Regions from separate parts of the Pan troglodytes genome. Here region 1 is linked to region 2. The links are chromatin contacts, called in public HiChIP or PLAC-seq maps. All regions are on one chromosome and are shown on one strand. The core of a region is the stretch at or near the end of the contact, and the rest is flanking DNA. Distances in the headings are between cores, read along the strand shown.

The links. HiChIP or PLAC-seq counts read pairs in DNA pulled down with a chosen protein or histone mark.
Region 1: a contact with region 2 is called in an H3K4me3 HiChIP or PLAC-seq map of stem cell-derived excitatory neurons, with 5 times the contacts expected there. The contact joins the promoter of CCDC90B here to the promoter of PRCP in region 2. A contact is called at or near these places in 1 of 7 Hi-C or Micro-C datasets (stem cell-derived neural progenitor cells) and 1 of 1 datasets of contacts at active chromatin or transcription factors (stem cell-derived excitatory neurons).

Annotation. Positions count from the first base shown.
Region 1 is chr9:85,313,797-85,318,683 of NHGRI_mPanTro3-v2.0_pri, reverse strand. It overlaps CCDC90B (coiled-coil domain containing 90B), which reads left to right and starts at 3,011. Exons shown (of 9, transcript NM_001280260.1): 1 at 3,011-3,277. The coding sequence starts at 3,205. It overlaps LOC107967372 (a long non-coding RNA gene), which reads right to left and starts at 3,269. Exons shown (of 4, transcript XR_002938555.3): 1 at 2,830-3,269.
Region 2 is chr9:84,927,971-84,932,668 of NHGRI_mPanTro3-v2.0_pri, reverse strand. It overlaps PRCP (prolylcarboxypeptidase), which reads left to right and starts at 1,890. Exons shown (of 9, transcript XM_009423827.5): 1 at 1,890-1,984. It overlaps DDIAS (DNA damage induced apoptosis suppressor), which reads right to left and starts at 3,338. Exons shown (of 6, transcript XM_054661577.2): 1 at 3,013-3,338; 2 at 1,755-2,122.

The sequences.
Region 1 (4,887 bases), core at 1,762-4,261, 380 kb before region 2:
AAAAAATCAGTAGCATTTTTATACACCAATAATGTTCTAGCTGAGAATCAAATCAAGAACACAATCCCATTTACAATAGGCACAAAGAAAATGGAATACTCAGGATCATCTCACCAGGGAGGTGAAAGATCTCTGCAAGGAGAACTACAAAACACTACTGAAAGAAAGCAGAGACAACACAAATAAATGGAGAAATATTCCATGCTCATGGGTTGGAAGAATCAATACAGTTTAAATGGCCATACTATCCAAAACAAATTACAGATTTAACGCTATCCTTATCAAAATACCAACATCATTTTTCACAGAACTAGAAAAACCTCTTCTAAAATTAATTTGGAACCAAAAAAGAGCCTAAATAGTCAAAGCAATCTTAAGCAAAAAGAACAAAGCAAGACTTCAAACAATACTATAAGGCTAAAGTAATCAAAACAGCATGGTAGTGTTACAAAAACAGACACATAGAACAGTAGAACAGAATAGAGAACCCAGAAATAAAGTCACACACCTAAAACCATCTGGTCTTCAACAAAATCAACAAAAATAAGCAACACGGATAGCATTCCCTATTCAGTAAATGGTGGTGGGATAACTGGCTAGCCATATGCAGAAGAATGAAACTGGACCCCCCTACCTCTCACCATATACAAAAATTAACTCAAGCTGGATTAAAGATTTAAAAGTAAGCCCTCAAACTATAAAAACTCTAGAAAAAAAAACTAGGAAATACCCTTCTTGACACAGGCTTTGGAAAAGAATTTATAGCTAAGTCCCCAACAGCAATTACAACAAAAATAAAAACTGACAATTGGGACCTAATTAAAGAGCTTCTGCACAGCAAAAGAAATTACCAACAGAGTAAGCAGATAGCCTAAGAATGGGAAGGAGAAAATATTTGCAAACTATGCATCTGACAAAGGTCTAACATCCAGAATCTATAAGGAATTTAAACAAACCAAGAAGTATAAAACAATCCAATTAAAAAATGAGCAAAGGACATGAACACACACTTCTCAAAAGAAGACATACAAATAGCCAACAAACATGAAAAAATCCTCAACACCACTGATCATTAGAGAAATGCAAATCAAAACTACAATGAGATGCCATCTCACACCCATCAGAATGGCAATTATTAAGAAAAAAATTCACATATTGGTTAGGCTGTGAAGAAAAGGGAACGCTTATACTCTGTTGATGGGAATGCAAACTAGTTCAGCCACTATGGAAAGCAGTTTGGAGATTTCTCAAAGAACTTAAAATACAACTACCATTCAACCCAGCAATCCCACTACTGGGTATATACCCAAAGGAAAATAATTCATGCCATCAAAAAGACACAGAGCTGGGCACCGCCGCTCATGCCTGTAATCCCAGCACTTGGGAGGCCTAGGCGGGTGGATAGTTTGAGCCCAGGAGTTCTGGACCAGCCTGGGCAACATGGCAAGACCCCATCTCTACAAAACATGCAAAAATTAGCCAGTTGTGGTAGTGCACACCTGTAGTCACAGCTACTTGGAAGCCTGAGGCAGGAGGATCAGTTAAGCCCAGGAAGTTGAGGCTGCAGTGAGCCATGCACGACTGCACTCCAGCCTGAGTGACGCAGCGAAACCCTGCCTCAAGACAAAAAAAAAAAAAAAGACACATGCAACCGTATGTTCATTGTAGTGCCATTCACGATAGCAAGGACATGAAATCAACCTAAGTGCCCATCAACAGTGGACTGGATAAAGAAAATGTGGTACATATACACCATGGAATATAATGCAGCCATAAAAATAAGGAAATTATACTCTTTGTAGCAACATGGATGGAACTGGAGCCATTATCCTATGTAACCTAATGCCAAGAACAGAAAACCAAATACACATGTTCTCACTTATAAGTAGGAGCTAAACATTGAATATATGATGGTAAACGTGGAAACAATAGGCATTGAGGATCATTAGATGAGGAAAGGGGGAGACGGACAGAGGGGCATGGGTTGAAAAAGCACCTGTTGAGTACTATGCTTACATCCTGTTGGGATCATTGGGACCCCTAACCTCGATATACCCTAAGGTTTTGCGTTTTGTATTTTGAAACTGGTAAGATCAAACTTTTTTCCCAATTTTTTTTTTTTTTTTTTTTAGATCGAGTCTCACTCTGTCGCCCAGGCTGGAGTGCAATGGTGTGATCTCGACTCACTGCAACCTCCGCCTCCAGGATTCAAGCGATTCTCCTACCTCAGCCTCCTGAGTAGCTGGGATTACAGGCATGTGCCACCACACCCGGCTAATTTTGTATTTTTAATATAGACAGGGTTTCTCCATGTTGGTCAGGTTGGTCTCGAACTCCCGACCTCAGGTGATCTGCCCGCCTCGGCCTCCCAAAGTGCTGGAATTACAGGCATGAGCCACCACGCCCAGCCATCCCAGTGTTTTAAATAACAATTTATATTTCCTTTTCATGAATTGTCTGTTAAAGCAGTTGTTGGCGGGCATCAAGTTTTGTTCTTTCAATGTGCTTCGGGCCTTAGAAATGGTGTTTGTTACTTAGTTGACTCTCACAAAGCTTTGAATACATATAGATAGAAACCTAGCCGTAATTGTTTAGAATCTTGCGAGAGTAAGCCACTAACACCGCACAACTGTGTGCCATTTTAGAACTTACAGAGAATATTCATGAGTATTAGTGCATTTTAATACAACTACTGTGCATTGTTGCTTTCAGCATTTTACTATGCGGAGCAGTCTTGAGTAACTGAGGTCTGAGAAGGATAAATGGTGAAAATTCAAGGAATTTCTCCTAGAAACGGAGGAATTCGGCTTCCCTAAAGAAAGGACATACCGACTGAAATAGTTGGTCCTCCCGTGCACCAGAGGGTGAAGCAGCAGGATGTGACGCCTCACGATAAGTGAGCGGCTTGCTGGACTACACTTCCCAGAAGGTTTCGTTGGCCCTCGCACTACGCAATCACCCAGAACGCTCAGCGGCCGAAAACTTCAGGTCCCAGGCTGCTGTGCGGCTAAATGCGACTCCATCTCCTCCGACCCAAGCGCGTAATGGCCGCTGGCTATCTTGGGGGAGCCAGCTGTTGGACTATGCCCCACTGCCAGGAAACAGGCGCCGGAAGGTTCTCTGACAAGATCTCGCTTTCCTAGGGCGGTAAAGGCGTTCACAGGTCGGGAAGGGGCGCTGGGAGAAGCGGGGCAGCGCTGAGCCATGCTCGCGAACTGTGGGTCTGTCTGTGAAGAGGCCCAGTTTCGTGGGACCACGGTGGCGCCTGCGCTGGGAGGTGAGCTTGTGACAGAGCGAAAACTACAATTCCCAGCATTCCTGTGGTGCCAGAACTACCTTGCCCGAAAGCCTGTGCGAGATTTACCCCGTCTTCCGCCTCCCTCCCACCGGAAAACTCTGAGGACATGAATAGTCGCCAGGCTTGGCGGCTCTTGCTCTCCCAAGGCAGAGGAGATCGTTGGGTTTCAAGGCCCCGCGGGCATTTCTCGCCGGCCCTGCGGAGAGGTGAGGCAAGGCGTCGTGTCATAGATGCCTGAGTGCTTTCTAGGGAGACGATGCCCGTGGGGTCGCGCCTGCTCGAGCGAACGGGAAGAGAAGGTGCCACGCCCTCCTCCCGGATTCACGCCTTGTGCTGGCGACGCCGCTGCCTGCTGCCCCGACTTGCCCAGCTCGCCCCAAGGGGCGAGGACTGAGGAAAGCACTGCCTTTCTGTTCTTAAAGCGAACCTTTGAAGGCCTGGGCTTCGCGCCCGGCTTCTTTCTCAGCCGTTGTTTCCGTTTTTTGGTGACAAGAGGCTAGTAATCTCGTAGGTTTGTCAGGAGCCAACGTAAGGTAATCTGTGTTTGAGGGTGTCCAGTTTTCTTTTGTGGCCTGATCAAATTTTGATTTTGTTTTTTTAGGTGCTGGCCTCGAGCCCAGGTTTTTGGTAGACAGCATCATAAATTTCAGGCCACGTCTGCCTTATTCTCACTGGAATTCTCAGTACATTTCAGTCACATTGTAGACTTTGGGAAAATAAGTGAATACTGGAACCCACAAGTTTCCAACCTGTTGGCACCCCTGTTAACAGGGTGTCCTGAAGACATCTAACTTTATTCAGAGAAATGTTTCTAGGGCTAGGTTTTTGTTGTCGTCGTTTTCACCCCCAGTTTTTAAACTTCCCTCCCAGTTTTAAACCGTTGTCCACAAAATAGGCGAATAGGCACCTCTTATCTCTGTTCACCTTCTTGAATCTTCAGTGCCAGGTACGCTGAGCCATTCGGTACCCAAACACTTCTACGCTGTTATTTATACTCCATATTGTTACTTGTGCTATTTTGCTCATTGTTTCATTTTAATCCACACCAGTAACAGCTGCAGTCAAAACTGCAGTTGTTGATCCTCCATCTGTGAGATTGCTGTTTAGCTGCCAGGGTCATTCACAAGGTCTCTTTTGTTAGGTATTTGAGTGTTTAGCATACATACACATTATGATGGATTTTACAAAAAGGAGGTAGCACTTTTGAACTCCAGGAAGTCATCCAGCTGCCATCTTTGTTGACTTTTACAGGTGTACTTTACATATCCAAATGAAAACAAAATTAAATGTTCTTAGAGAATGAACTTTGAAGTGCATATCATACTGGGAAATAAATGACCATAAGTACATGTTAATGTTTTAACATAAAAGTTATCCCACTTGAATCTGAGTGTTCTTGGAGAAACCTTAAATCTCTTCTTACAACTAGTAGGATTTGTGTCCTTCCTCACTAAACAAATATTGAATGTTTATTTTATACAAGTAGTTTAAACTTGCCTAATAATGTCAATAATCAAGGGATTTGAAAACCTTGACCTCTGACCAATGGAAGGACCTTAGTTATTCTAATGCAACTAGTGTAGCACGTT
Region 2 (4,698 bases), core at 641-3,140:
AGCAAAAAAACAAAGAGACAAAATCTTCAGTGAAAGGAGAAATACTGATGAAAAATGCTTTAAAAACATGAACCAGGAAAATCTTAGTACAATACAGTTTTTCCATTGATATCATTTATGAGACATTTATTACAGGGATGGAGAAGGTAACATCTCAGTAAATGGTACTACTCACTAACCAGTAACTCAGACTAGATACCTAGGAGTCATTTGTCATTCCTCCCTTTCCTTCATATCCCACATCACACTCATCAGAAGGTACTTGAATCTACTTCCATACCTAGAAACCATCATTCACTTTTCCCTCATATATTCTGCCATCATCTTAATCCAAATCACCATTATCTCCTGTTTATGGTGCTGGATTAACCTCCTAACCATGATCTGGTCTCTGCCCATCTTTCCAGACTCATCTCATACAACTGTCCTTTCTAAATATATTCCAGCAATACTGGTCTTTCCTTAGATTCTTGAACATTAACATGTCAAGCTCTTTCCTGCCTCAGGACGTTTGCACAACCTGTTCACTCTGTTTAGAATGTTTTTCTTTCCCTCTTTTGCATGGTTGGATCACGCTCATCTTTTAGGCATCAGTATCAACTCCTTGGAAAGGTCTTCTTAGACCAGTCTAATTCACATAGTTTCCTTGTAAATTCTCCTTAATTCCATCCATAAAAGGTAAGTTCCATTAGAACAGGAATCTACCTTGTTCATCATTGGATCTCAGTACCTAGCAGTTCTTGGCACAGACGAAAGAAGCATTTAACTATCTGCAGAATAAACAAATAATTACTTGGTGCTCTGTGATCCAGTCCTGTGGGGTCAGGAAAGGGTTTCTGATTTAAAAGGCTTTGCAAACTGACTAAGAATTAGCCAGGTCAGGGACAGGGTCAGAAGACGGTTTGGGGTGAGAAGGATAGTGCACTTCAGGAACACAAAAGACATTCTATATGGCTGGAGCGGTGGAAAACCACTAGGGCTGAAGAGCCAGGCAAAAGTCAGATAGGAAAGAGTCTGCAAGTCATGTTAAAGACTTTGGGCTTAAACCTGAGGGCAAATAGGAGCGACTGAAAGGTTTTCAATGGGGAGTGCCTCGGTCAAATATGAACTTTATCAGCCCAGCAATGCGGAGACTGGACTGGAAGGTAGCAAGATTGAAAGCAGGAGAACCAGCTGGGGCGGGGGGGGGAGGGGGGGTTACTATCACAGCTATGTAGCAGTCATAGGGTCGAACCAAAATAACGTCAGTAAAAAACGGAGAGAAGTGAACAGATGAGATATTCAAGAGGCTGGTAGGGACTGGCAGGATGTGAAAAGGAAGAAAACTTTCAAGCTCTGGTTTAAGCACATGGCTCAGTTAAAGTATGTTCCTTCTAAGCCATCACAGCATTTTGGAAGATCCCCTTTCAGCACGTACTACTCTGCACAGTGGCCCGCTGAATACGTATTTGCACATTACAGAAACAAGAGTCGCGCCTTTTCCTATTTCCGATTCTAAAAGCTCACTCCGAGTCTAGCTCGATGGCACTGTAAGTGTTCAATAAACGTTCGTTAGGTGATTGCAAAAGCACTGAGTCTAAAATAAAATAACTGACGTTTATATTCTGTTACCCTCATGGCTGCCCGTTTACAGAGAACCACTTGTGAAAAAACAAGCGCCGGGCTCTGGGTGGGTCTCATTCATAATGAAGTTAAGAGCCTCCTTAGGAGTCTCCGGCTCTTGGGCTTCCCGAGAACCCCTTTACCCAGCTCACCTGGGGGAGAAGACCAGGAACGGGCCCAGGCGACGCACAGTGACTCGGACCGGCCGAACTCAGTAGCACGCCGGCAGCCTTCCAATCGAATCTCCCGCGTCCTTTTCCGCCGGAAGTAACGCTTTGGCTCTGATTACTCAGAGGCAATCAGAAGAAGGCGCCGCAGAGGGTGGAGCTTAGCGAGGAAATCCTACAAGCATCTGGGAACGACCATTTTCGTCAAACTGCGGGTAGAGTCTTTCTCCCCGACAGGTGGATCAGTAGTACAGTCCGTAAAATTGGATTTGGAGCTTCGCTGAGCCTCCTGGGCGTAGGGATCCCGGGGAAGTGTGGAGTGAGCCGCAGCGCCCTGGGGTCTGGCGGGGTGACTGAAAGAGGGAATGGAAGCTGGGTGAAGAGGGTTGAGGGAGCTTTGGAAGCCAGACCCGGCGCTGTCCTAGGGGCTAGCACTACCCACGGGCGGAGGGAGGAAGGGGGCGGTGGCAGGAGGCAGGAGGGGGGTGGAGCGCGGAGTGGGTTTTCGGGTGCCGGAGAAGAAAGGGGGCGTTATTTGAAAGAAGGGACCGGGACCTGGCGGGATTTAGGGGCGATGTGGACCCGGGGCGACCTGTGTAATGGATGGGTTGTGCGAGCAACACAGTTTTGGGGTGACCCAAGAACGGAGTATCATAGGGAGTGGTTAGGCTCCATGATGGAGGTGGGTGCAAGGAGCACAGTCTTTGGACCTGGACCCAGCGGTCTGCGACGACGTGCTCCGCTCACTGCTGAGTGATCTAGTGCAAGTTCCCGCACCTCTCTGAGCCTCAGTTTCCACATCTGTAGATGGGAATAACAATCATATACGACGCACAAGATTGCTGTGACGATTTAGTTAGAGGAGATGATGCGTGTGCCTTCCTGCCTCGTGATACACTGGCCTGTAGTGAACCTTCAATAAATTGTCATGGTAGCTGTTATTGCCATTATGTAGGATTTGCGGAAGGCAGGAGGTGTCGCAATGGAATTGGGGCGGCCAGGGCAGGGTTTGGTGGTGATAATAATGGTAGGGATATTGGGTGACCTGAAGGACAGGTGGGCTTCGGGGGCGCTATAGATAAAGCATGGGCTACAGCGATGAGGTAGGAAAAGGCCCTAGCATGATAAGGGCAGACTTGGGGTGTGACTGCAATGAAGGTGAGTGCTAAGGAGCAGATGGCACGAGAGGAAAGTGGAGTGGAGGCGGTGTCCTCGGGGATGGGGGCGGAGTGGCTGTGGTGACCTGGCTTGGGCGGCGTCTCTGAGGAGCTGGCTGGCTTTGGGTTTCCCCTGGGAGGAGCTGTTTTGCGGCGGGCGGAGCTGCAGGCTGGGCAGGGCTTAGCCTGTGCGCTTCTGCTGGCCTCCTTTTCGCCCTCCCACCCGCACTGCAGTCTCCAGCCTGAGCCATGGGCCGCCGAGCCCTCCTGCTCCTGCTTCTGTCTTTTCTGGCGCCCTGGGCCACCATAGCCCTCCGGCCGGCCTTAAGGGCCCTCGGCAGCCTACACTTGCCAACCAACCCCACATCCCTCCCGGCTGTAGCCAAGAACTATTCGGTTCTCTACTTCCAACAGAAGGTAAGGGGGCGCGGGGGCTTCGCCGTCCCAGGCCCAACCGCCGGGAACCCTGACCCTCAGAGCCCGGGCAACGGAGCCTACCTCGAAATTCACACCCCTTGATGCCTAGGATCTGTTCGGTTTTTGGCTAACATCTTCCAGAAGGTGGTCCCAAATCCCAGTTCTGTTTAAATTTTCTCCTCCCATTACCAATAATTTGGTAGTAGTTTTGGCTGCATACTCTTGATTCAGGCTTTTCTGTAATTGGACACGACAGTCACTTCAACTCCCTCTGCTCCCAGAGGGTGCCCCAATCCGAACTCCCTTGACCTTCCCTCAAATTCAAATTATTAAATGCCAGCTCTGGTACCTAGTCTGCGGTGATAGTCATCCTTTGCCCCAAGGCAGCCCTAAATACAAATTTTAATATCTTTACCTATTAGAAAATATTGGATAATTATCCATCCTAAAAGCCAGCCTCTCATAAGGGGTCAGCTCAGAGCTGATTTTGTAGCCCTATTATTAAGAATTGTTGACAGTCCCTATTCCCCATAAGACTGAATGTATGTAGCCTATGCTTGTAAAAGGAGTTGTAGGAGTTTGTGGTGGGGGTGGGGATTCGCCTTTCTATGGTCTGTAACGTGAAATTAGAGGTTTTTGGGCTTGATGCCTTTGTGCTTGGCTGCAGCATGAGGCATTCCCCCACAGGTCTTGATGGAAAAGTACATCCTCTGTGAAATGACAAGTAATCCTTACAGTTCAGCATTTCTGAAAGCCTGTGTAAAAATAGGAAAAGATTTGGAAAAGGTTGGGATTAGAAAGAGTGCAAGGGTCTGAAGCTTGGCTTTAGGAGTCAGATAGAACCGGATTCCACCCTGCTAGCTCTGTGACCTTGGGCAGGTTACAGTACTTCTGTGAGCCTAGTTCCTTGATCTCTTGGGGTTTGTGGTGATGGTTGAATGAGAGCAGATAACGTACTCTTAGCAGAGTATCTGGCTTCAAGTAGGCACTCATATAATATGTGGTTATAGACCTATGTGAAATTTTGTTGTTGTTAATTGTGTAGAGACAAGGCTCACTATGTTGCCCAGGCTAGTCTTGAACTTGTGGGCTTAATAATCCTTCTGCATCAGCCTCCCAAAGTGTTGGGATTACAGGCGTGAGCCACCGAGCCCAGCCCTTATGTGAATTTGGAATGGGAATTTGTGGTAGAGGGATGTCATAGACTTCCAGAATAACTTAGAAATAATTTAAAAATTTTTTTATTTTTAAAAATAGAGATGGGATTTTGTCATCTTGCCTAGGCTGGTCTTGAACTCCTGGGCTCAAGCGATGCCCCTGTCTTGGCCTCCCAAAGGGCTGGGATTGCAGGCGTG